Regions from separate parts of the Anas platyrhynchos genome. Here region 2 is linked to region 1. A link is a contact called in public Hi-C data. All regions are on one chromosome and are shown on one strand. Each heading gives the region's core, a stretch centred on a gene start, on an enhancer-like site or on the middle of the called end of the contact. The rest is flanking DNA. Distances are from core to core; before and after follow the strand shown.

The links. Hi-C and Micro-C count contacts between places; a contact is called where the count stands out from the background.
Region 2: a Hi-C map of skeletal muscle shows a contact between it and region 1, with 3 times the contacts expected there. The contact joins the promoter of ACVR2A here to the enhancer-like site in region 1. A contact is called at or near these places in 2 of 8 Hi-C or Micro-C datasets (liver and skeletal muscle).

Annotation. Positions count from the first base shown.
Region 1 is chr7:3,111,466-3,116,793 of IASCAAS_PekinDuck_T2T, reverse strand. It overlaps ACVR2A (activin A receptor type 2A), which reads left to right. Exons shown (of 12, transcript XM_021275966.4): 5 at 2,377-2,400. Among named protein-coding and RNA genes, the nearest start is that of ORC4, 34 kb to the right of the region's middle. Within about 2 kb of position 2,008, at least 1 of the 8 cell types and tissues checked has an H3K27ac peak or open chromatin away from gene starts, as enhancers often do.
Region 2 is chr7:3,152,665-3,158,012 of IASCAAS_PekinDuck_T2T, reverse strand. It overlaps ACVR2A (activin A receptor type 2A), which reads left to right and starts at 2,699. Exons shown (of 12, transcript XM_021275966.4): 1 at 2,699-4,386. The coding sequence starts at 4,332.

The DNA of each region.
Region 1 (5,328 bases), core at 759-3,258:
GTAGGAGATTCGCACCCTTCACAAGGTGTGCAAAAATAATGCATTTTACTTCACATTCTCTGAAGAAATCAAGGGACTGTGAACGAACATGAAGGTATCATGTTTTAGGCACTGGTTAGGAACAAGCAAATGAATCGATGCAATACCTTTGAAATACAATAATTTTGAGCACCATCTTTATGAAGATCTGTGACACATTTAAAGTTCAGAATGGGTTTTCTGGATAGCCCAGATTTAGGAAGGGGTCACACTGACAGTATTTTTTTGTCCTAGGCGGTTACAAATTCCGCGGCAATTTCCCTAACCCCAGATAAAACCTTTAGAAGTAGTTTTCAGGCAGCATAAACAGTAAGTTAGTGTGTTTACATCTGTTTGCGTTAGGTGATGGCTATGTTGTGGGGTTTTGAATTACTCCCAACTTTTATAAAAGAGTTGTGTTGATCCCTGAAGTAAATATATTTGCTTTCCTTAATAGGCAGACACTGCTTAAACTGTTGATCCTTGCATTTCTAATGAAAGGCCTGGGATGGCGGTTTGTAGGGCTGAAAGGAGAGGCAGTGACCTTAAAATCAAAGGTCTATGATGTGCATACATCTCTTTTTGGAAAATATTATGTGTGCCTGGTGTATTAGAGCTGGGGGGGAGCTGATCCCATTAAGAGTGGTGAGCAGGACCCCAACTCCTCAGAGTTTCCCATTATCCCACCAGGAACAAGAAGTCTGTATTTATTTTTTACTTATTTTTAATGAATTTACTGAATTCTTAGTAAACAGAGAATATTAATAGCAAACAGACCTGCAAAATCATTCTCTCTAACACATTTTCTTTTACAGCCCTAGGAACAAAGTTTGCTGAACAACTGTTTCAGTGGTTTTAAGTTCCTTTAACAGTTCCTGTTTGTTCTGCTGCTGCCCCAGTAGCTGTGGGCAGGCAGGGATGTACCGATCGCTCTGCTCAGCAGCCATTCCCTGCCAGGCTCCCGGGTTGAGCAGCGTTTCTGTTTTGCTTGGCTGCTCTTCCAGGCGAAGGAACACGGGAGGCTTTGCAGGAGGAACTTCTGTGCTCGTGGGCTGTGGGGTTTGTGCTGCTGCCTTACTTGTAGGGGTTTTAAAGTACTCACAGGATGGCTGTTATTGTCCTGGAACCACCAAGAATGGAAATTAGTTCAAGGTTTAGGGTTTTCTATGATTTGTTTCCCCTTCCAAAGGTGCTTGCAGGCCGTACGAGCGCTGCCACTCTGCCCCAGAGCCTTGGGCTGGGTGCTGACCCCATCCCAGTGGCCCTGGCCGCCAGGGAGTCTGCTCAGCGCTCAGACAGCAAGCTGTAAATCCGACTGCAACCAGCCTAGCCTTCAAGAACTACTTCAGCCTTTCTATTATTAATTATTCAGATAATGCTAAGTGTGTGCTAGACGGTTCTCAAGCGCAGAGAGAAGGCTGCTGGCTCTGCGCTGGCGAATCCTAAGGATGTAAAGACAAAGGGTGAGGAAAGGGATGATTGCTCTGTTACGTGGCAGCTGAATGCTTCAACCGCCTGCATTTCCTGCTGCTGCACCAACTACCTGATGGAATTAGAGAAGACAAGGCTGAGGCACAGGTACAGGAGAAGCAGTGCAGGTGCCTGAGCTGCTCCACTTTGAAGCAGCACGGACAGGCTCGTCTCACTGAAATGTGTGCTAAGTTTCAGTAGCTGTGATCTGGGACGTAGATTTGGGTAACATTTTATCCGACAGTCTGTAAACTCATGATTTGGGTGCAATAGTCCTAAATACTGTAATCTATACATGCTGGGTAGTGTTCACTTGTTCTAGTTACAGCTCAAGCCTGCCAGATTTATTGATGAAATTGGGCACTGAAGATCCGGTATATGAAGACCTATTCGTTTGTGATGTTTAGTTGCAACTCAGACGCTTAAAAGTTTTCATTTTCCACAGCTAGTTACTAAATCCAGCACAGTCTTAACTTAAAAAATGCAACGCTGCCCTCTGCTGTACAGCGGTGAGCACATCGAGATGCCTCTGCATAGCTTGTGTCCGTGTAACACCCTGCATGCGTTCATGTACTGCTCTGTACTGATGGGACTGTTCAGGCACCTGTAATGGATGAGTCAATTTTTAATTATCAATGATCGATTCAGCTAATGGTCTGTATTGAAATCTTTATTTTCGCCCATTTTTCTTTGCTAACATATCAATGATTTTTTATTCATTTTAAATGATCTGTTATTAGCACGGAAGGTATTGCTATCCCCATGACTATTTTGGTTGTTGATCCGCAAGCAATTTATTTGGTCTCTTTTCTTATAAGCTGTTTTTTCATCCCATTCTTGATCTAAATAGTAATTTCTTTTGCCTGTGTTTTTTCCCCTCTCTACAAGCACGCCTTTCATATAATGATTGAGGTAAGATGCATTGATGTTTGTTCATGGTTATGGAACTTTCTGTGGACTTGTAAGAAGTTGTTTTGGTATCAATTCCGTTCTTCCAGTAATGTGGACCAGAAATTCGTGAGCATGCGGGGTTTAAAAACGCAGCTTTAGCCTTTTCTTAAAGTTGCCTACAATTTCTCAGGCTGTGGAGTTGTGTCTGCAGGGTTTGATGAAGAAATCCTCCGGGCATCGCTGGTTTGTGGCTCTTCAGCTACAGACGAGCTCAGAGCAGCCTGTGTCACTCCCACCCGTGTGCTGCATCGCAGGGGCAGGGGCAGGGCCCTGCTGGCACAGCACTTGCTGGGGTCTCAGTTTGGGGCCATGGGAGCAGCACAGAGAGCAGGGGCTGGGGCTGACGTTCCCATGTAGGCGATGGCCCCGAAGGCAGCAGCATGTCCTGCTCGGGTCCCTCCAGTCTGAGAAACACTCCCTGGAGAGAAAAGCTCTTCTACATCTTAAGACTACTGTGATCTTCGTACTGGCCAGGAGTGGTTTTTACATGTATTAGATCACTGATTCTTCACGTGAAACTACAAGTAACTGAACTGTTTATTCAGGAACTGTGGTCGTTACCGGTAGACTTTTTACATAAATATTGAAGAAGTTGAGATTTGAGTTGCGGTATGAATGTACAGTTTTTGTTGTCTCTCTGTCAGTCTCATGTTGTTCTCTGATAGCCAGGATGCTTTGTAACTGTAATTTAGAAGAAAACAGAATGCTGCTATGGCAATATTCTGAGCATCTTGCACCTGGAAAGAGTTGTCAGAGGCCCTTCTATTCCCACTGCTGTCTTGCTTCAAGTGACTTGATTTCTGTTAGGGAAGGAGTATTCTGGCTACAAGCAATTACCTTGTTTCATATTAATTAGGGGAGTATGTCATATATGCACTGCAAAATACAGGGGAATTCGTGGGGCAAACAAGAGAAGAATTGTCACTATTAAGAGAAAACAAAACGATGCTGGGGAATTAAAGGTTGAAATTTGGATACGTGTTATAGTCAATTTTAGACTAAATTACAGAATTTACAAAGTCTGACTCCTTTTATTCTTGTCCCGACTTCACCCATCATCTGATTGAAAATAAACCAAGCCCAAGCTTGAAAGGGAGGAGAATGATCTTTAAAGGGGAACCTGTTGACCATATTAACAAAAAAATAGCTGTAGTATAAATGTAACCAAGGGGAAACAAAGCAAAATTTAAGAAAGAGAATTGCATGGGCTCTGGAAGCTTTATTTTGGAGTCAGGAAAGAGAAACGTGATTATATATGACCCCATTTGGATAATCGGTCCCTTTATAGAGGATAAATCATCTGATTCAACTGCCGTGTGAGAGAAATGGCTGGGGAAGAACTCAAGCACTGATGGCCTGTGGTGGGGCAGTCTTCAGACAACCTGTCCCGTTTGGCACATCCTTAAGGGAAGTGTGGCTTCACAGTGAAGCTCCACAACCATTCTTGAGTCATGGAGGGAAGATACCATTCTTAAGATACCATTCTTAAACTTTAAGCGTTATTTTTTTCCTTTTTATAAATAAATTGGCATGTGATCTACAGCTGCCTGCAACTCCCAGCTCTAAAAATGGGAACCAAAAAGTAGTTTAACCTTTGAAAACTACAGCGTGGCACAGCACAGCGAGGTGTGCATGGTTCCGAGATCACCTTCCAACCTGAACTGATGGTTTTAATGGCCAGAGGCTTTGAGCTACGGGAAGAAGAAAGCGTAGTGACCTGTTCTGCATCCTGAGGCCATCGGTTCAGGTGCTGTTGGCTGTTTTTATCTGGCAGAGGATCTGTGCAGCGGTGCTCACCATGCCACCTGCCCAGGGTGAGGAGAGAGTCCTGCTTCCCTCCGCCTTCCAGAGCTTTTTCTGTTAACGCGGACCTTGCTGCAAGCAGATGCAATTTGCTAAACTATTAGAAAAATAATGTGATTAGAAGGGGGGTGAAAAAGCTTTCTGACAACGTAGCATCGTACCTTGATTCACCGTGCAGCAAGCAGAGTCAGTCCGAGGGAGAAAGGGCCGGGGAAGGCTGGGCAGCAGGAGAGGGGCTGCATTTGGACAGCTGAGGCAGGCTGATACACCCCATAATACCTTAGCTCACATTATATCATCCGCCTTGGCGCCGCAGAGATGGTTTTCAAAAGCCACGCACAAGTAATGATGCCTGTGGCACAGTAAATATTTCTGCTCAGCAGCAGAGCAGGTTGCAAATACCGTCAGGGAATGGCTCTGCATAAATCAGGATCGGTAATTTTAGAGCAAATGGCTGTTGGGTTTAGTGAAATCGTTTAGGAAAAAAATAGAAAAAAGTGTAGAACTTTATTTACATTAACAGAAGACAATTACACTTTCCATTTTAAATCAGGATTTGTTTTGATCTCTGTGTGTGGGTGTGTTAACTTCTTCATTGCAAGCAGGAAGTTCTGACTTCACAGAAATGTTTCAACACCCAGAGAAACACGCGGGGAACCGCAGGAGGCTGCTGTGTAATGCAGCGGGGAAAGATTTTGAAATGCCAGGATTTTCTAGGAAAAGCAAAATCCAGGTGTATGAGAAGTATCCCATTGGTCTAGGGTGAGAGTTAGCCGCCCTGTTTTCTTTTTTATCTGGTTTTTACTCAGGAGTGATGCAGGTGCTGTAATCCAGCTGTTTTCATCAGATCTCTGAGAAGTGTCAGTGGTCTTCTGCTTGATGGTCAAGAACAAAAAAATGACCTAGTATGCTTCAAAACACTGGTAGGCTTTTTGGACAGAGGGTAGAGAAAGGACAGGGTTGTTCAGCCACTAGAGCAAGGTGAGGTTTGGGTTTCCTTCCCACAGGCAGATTGCTGGGTTCAGAACTCCAACAAGTCGTCTTGCTGCCTGATTTCGAATCCCCTGCTACACAGTGCTCAGGGTT
Region 2 (5,348 bases), core at 1,450-3,949, 41 kb before region 1:
CCTGAAATTCACATGAGAAAGGCAAGCAAAAAGACATTTAAAAAGGAAGAGGAGATGGCAACTGTATTGACATTTAATATGTCTACTTGGGATAAAACTCATCCTTTTACTAGCAATAACAGCAAGAGCCTAGAGAAAGCACAAAGCCTTTAGAGCATTTTGCATCAAGTACCTCACAAAAATGGTAAGCAATTTCTTCTAAGGAGTGTACAATATTTGCACCAAACTACCTTGTTTATTTAAAATATATATAATTCAGTGGGAGCAAACACAGATACAGCTCTATCGATATTGTGCTTTTAACAACATAACTGAACCCATGGAAAGGTGTTGCATCCATGCAACAAAAATGGTTTTTATTGTTTGCATACCAAAAATGAGTATATTTTTGCCTCTCCTTACTTGTTCCTTTCCTTATACTGCAGCAGGTAGCTCTGCAAAGGATGCAAGGCCTACATGCAGCACCAGAAGAGCTGAGAACAGACACCTATAATAATGCTGATGCTCCTGGACTGGTATGAATGGGTTCCTTGATCCTACTCACCACCAGTCCTCCTAATCCATATACCACTTGGCATGGTCCCATCAGGCCTCAAAACGGGGCAGGAAAAGAAAGAAGCACACACTTCATGGGCAATTCCTACAAACCTGATAAACCTGTGATTGCCAAGACCAACCGTACACAGAAGGTCACCACTTTTGTAGCATTTACTGGATGGCCAGAAGGCTTTGCTCTGCTGAACCGATCCTGCGAGCAAAATAACCACCCATGCTTACAAATAATAAGCTACTTGAGAAAGGCACCTCCTTCCTATGACATTCATGCAAATGATGTTATACAGATGACACATTTAGGCTATTTTGTATTAAATATAAACAGAAAAATACGAATATGGAACATAAATTGCATTCTGTCAGTTAAAAAAAAAAAAGTGAACCTAATGCCTATAATGGAAAAAACTATGTACACACACACACACACACACACACATACAATAGCAATATTTTTAGCTATAATTTCCTGCTCATGTGGCAACATGACGAGCATTCTGAAGAAGCTGAGCCAAGGGAAAATACAACCTGCAGAACAGGTCACGTTTAAATATTCTGCTATTGAAGAATATTAAAAACTACAGATTAAGTAGGAGTGTTGTAATACTTACATTAATTAATGCTTGTAAATCATTCCGAACTACCTGGATAAAAGATGGCATAAAAAGCGTTGCCACATGTCTTGATGCTTCTAGATGTGCACAGGCCCAATGCATCTTGTTTAACTTTTTGGATGTTTGAAAGCAAAAATGTCACTGGTGGATGAACTTTGTGTCGGTAGGTGTTTGAACACGGCAGAGAAACACCGAGGATGCCCAAATCCTGGTTAGGAACCCCAGCAGGTACCTCAATATGAACAGACCGAAGTATCTACATCTCTCCATCTCTGAATCCAGGTGCTAATGGTGGCTCACCAGGTCTAATTACCAAACACCTCTGCTGATCTGCGGATCAGCGTAGCTCACACAGCTCGGCGGTGCTGCTCAGCCTTGACTTGGTTGCAAATTCACGTATGTGAAAAACATGCCTTCCAATTTAGTACCACGTAGTATCACCAAAAACCTTAGGCCATGCCATCAGTCTGAAAAGGAAGGCATCTGAAGCGATTTGATACACGTCTAAGGTTAGTGAACAACGTACCAGCTTTCGGGGAGCTTGGTACTTCTTGCTTTGACCAGCACAGGTGTTTATGAGGCGCTTATGCTTTCCCATGTTGTTCAGCAGGTCTAAATGTAACATGTATTCCTTTTCACTCAGAAACAGGCAACATATTTTACGGTATCCATTTAAAAATTCGAGGAAAAAAGGTAGGGACTTTCACAGAACTGCTGTCCTTAGGGTTGATACTGAGAGTGTTTTAGCTGGAGCAGCACCAATATACACACATTTGCCCCCAAAGGTGAGAAAATTGGGGTTTATTCACTCTTCTTGTTCTCTCATCACACAATGATAGGAAACAGAAGTTACTGTGAGGTGGGGGGAGGCCGAGCAAGCTGCCAGCAGCAGGACGCAGCTAGTTCTGTGGGGAGAGCATCTCAAATACACAAAGGCTGTGAGGTATGGTGTGTAGGTACACCTAACAAACAAATGCTGTGGGATATGGTGTGAAGGTACACCTAACACACAGGTGCTTTGGGATACGGTGTGTAGGTACACCTAACTGTGGGTTAGGTACAACTAAGTGCTGTGGGGCGTTGTGTGCTCACACCTCACACGAGCGCCATGAGGTGCAATGTGTGCTCACACCATGATTTTGTGAACATACACAACCGGGGCACAACCGTGCACAACCAGCAGGTGCCTTCGGTGCCCTGCCCTCACACCTGGCGGCGGCAGCCCCGTGAGGCACCACAGCGCGCCCACCCCACGGCGAGCGCTGAGGGGCGCTGAGGGGGGCGGGCGGCGCCCCGCGGCCGCTCCCTGAGGCGGGGCGTGGCCGCGCGCAGGCGCGCAGGTAGGGGCGGGGCGAAGAGCAGGGGGAGGAGCGCGGTTGGGTGGGCGGGGTTGGGCGGGAGGGCTGTGCGCCCCGCGATTGGCCCGGAGAGCTGTCAATCCTCGGCGGCGCGCGCTGGGCCGGCCTCGCGCGAGGGGCCCGGCGCGGCGGGGGGCTGGGAGGGGAAGGGGGGGGGAGGAGGAGAGGGAACAAAAACAATCGGCCCCGCGCCGCCATCTTGGGCCGGCTCCGCACGCCGCGCGGTGAATGGGTCGCTATGAGAGAGCCACAGGGGAGCGGCGGCAGCAGCAGCAGCAGCGCTCCGAGGGCTGCCCCGAGCTGCCGCCCGCCCTCGGCAGGCTCTAGAGGCCGCCCGCAGGGAGCCCCCGGGCTCGGCCTTTTTTTCTCCTTCTCCTTTTCTCGCTCCTCAGCCCGCCCCGAGCCGCGCTGCTGGACCGGCAGAGTTGGGCTCCGCCGCGCCGCCACCGCCGCCGCCCGGGAGCTGAGGGGGACGCGGCCGGGAGCGGGCCGGGGCCGGGGCCAGGGCTAGGGCAGGGCCCAGGGGAGCCCTCCCCGCTGTTCCGCGCCTCCCCGCCGAGCTCTTTTTCCCCCTTTTTTTAAATAATTTTTTAATTTTTTTTTTTAATTTTTAAATTTTTTCCTCACAAAATCCTGACCGGACACAGCCGCCGTTGTGGTAGGGCGAGGGGAGGAGGAGGAGGAGGAGGAGGAGAGGCGGCCGTGAGGGGTCGGCGGGCGGCAGGGACAGGGGGACAGGGCACGGACAGACGGACAGAGGGGGCCAGGACAGCGGGACAGGGCTGCCCCAGCCCCCTGTGACCCCCCCTCAGCCCCTTCCCTCCCCCAGGAGCTTCCCCGGGACTCGCCGCCCTCCTCCCCGGCGGCCGGGCGCTGCCTGCTTTTTGCGGCGTGTTTTTAATTTAATTCTGTTTTTTTCTCCTTCTCCTCGTTTAAATACCAAATACAGACCCCCCCCACTCCAGAGGGGGAGGAGGGGATGGAGGTGTCTTAGGAAAAAAAAAATCCCCAATTCCTCAGCCCGGGCTGAAGGCCGGCCCGGAGGGGGGGGGCGATGAGCTCGGGCTGAGCTGTGGGGAGCCGGTGTCAGGGCTGGTGCCAACCCCAGCCCTGCTGCTGCCCCTCAGCTGGTGCCAGCCCCAGCCCTGGTGCTGCTGCTCCTTGGCACCCCCAGCACCTTCAACAGCACTGCCACCCAAGCCCAGCCTGGCCCACGTGCGGCTGCCGGCCTCCTCCCGCAGGACTCCCGACCCGGCTCTTCCTTGGAGGCTTTGGACGTTGGAAGGCGAAATGGAGCTGCTCTTCTTCTCCCAAACACTACACGTTGCGTAACGGGGAGCCAGGACGAAAGCCCCGACCCGGCTGCTGGTCTCGGTACGACTCCCGGCGCTCGGCACCCACCGGGGATGCTTTAGGGAGCTTGATGCGGAACAGAGTTGGAGCCTCTTCAGAGACTTCTTTGTGTCCGGCGGCTTAATCCCTGACTTCTTTTTCTTAGTGGATTCGTAACATACTTTTATGAATTAAATTTTGCCACTGTTTGTACAGAAGCCAAATGACACGTGTGTTTTGAAACACGGTTCCAAATATATCCAGCCCTGAACCCGGATTCTCGCTAGAAAGAGCCGGAGGGAGATCGGCAGTCTCTACATAAACCTGATTTTACTGTTTCGTGAACATTACCCTCTTTAGAGATGTTGCTGTAGATTGCTTTACAACTGTTCGGCGAGAAGGGGGATTTTCCAGCTTGCTGGACCCAGGAAACTGGATACTTAAAGTCACTTAAATGTTTTAACAGCATTGGAAAATGGGAGCTGCTACTAAGTTGGCGTTTGCTGTTTTTCTTATCTCTTGTTCTTCAGGTAAGTAAAAGTTGTTTTTGTCACTTTAAATTTAAGGCTTTGGGGTCAGCACTGGAGAGCTGGAGGTGATTTTCTTGGTTAGACTGCGTTGGGAGAAATCACTTCTTCCAAAAGGCAAATGTTTGGGGATGGCGGTGACCGTGAAGGCAGCAGCTGTTCTCGTGGTGGTTCTTAAAAATGTCTAACGAGCACACTTCAGATGTGTGCAGCGCTTGGATTGCAGAGGAATCATCAGCAGCAAACGTGGAGACATAACCACCTAGTGTCACATCTGGTAACCTGGCGATGCAATTAGTAGTTTCATCTTCCTTTTTTCCAAAATGAGGATAACCAAGCTGAAATAGCTTCATTTAGAGCTCGTGTTCTGGAGCGTTCAGTGGTGGATGGCCACCTTCATTAATGCTTTGTTAGTTCAGGATAGCCACTGTTGTGGTATCAGCAAGGATGAGCTAATGCTAGCAGGGGGTGTGCGCACGTATAGGTTCGTGCAGAGAAAGAGGCTGAAAAGGCACGCTTTCAGTTTCAAAGCAGTGATTTGTAACGCTTTCATCTTGCTGTTCAATATTTCACTATTTTCGGGTGTGAAAGTTGGGTTTCAGATGCTGCCTGGTAGCCACCAAGCGTGGGGTGAGAGCTCCCGCACGCTTCTTTAGGAGGAAAATCCTGGTAGCAACCAGTGGTTGGAGGGACTGCTGGTGTATTTCTGCTCAGAGCTCATCAGTTTCACAAAAAACCTGTGAGTGGTGTAACAACCTTAATATTTGTTTAGATGGCAAACCTGCTACTTTCTGCTTACATTTTGAACTCTGTGTGTTTACACTTTTTTTGGCTTTCTTGGTTGGAAGGTGTACTTGTTGATCAGCCCGAAAGCTGCCAGACAAGTACTCAGGTTTTGGATGTAACTGGTCTCAGGGAGCAATGAGACCTGTGTAACGATGGCTTTTAAAATTTCAGCGTTGTAA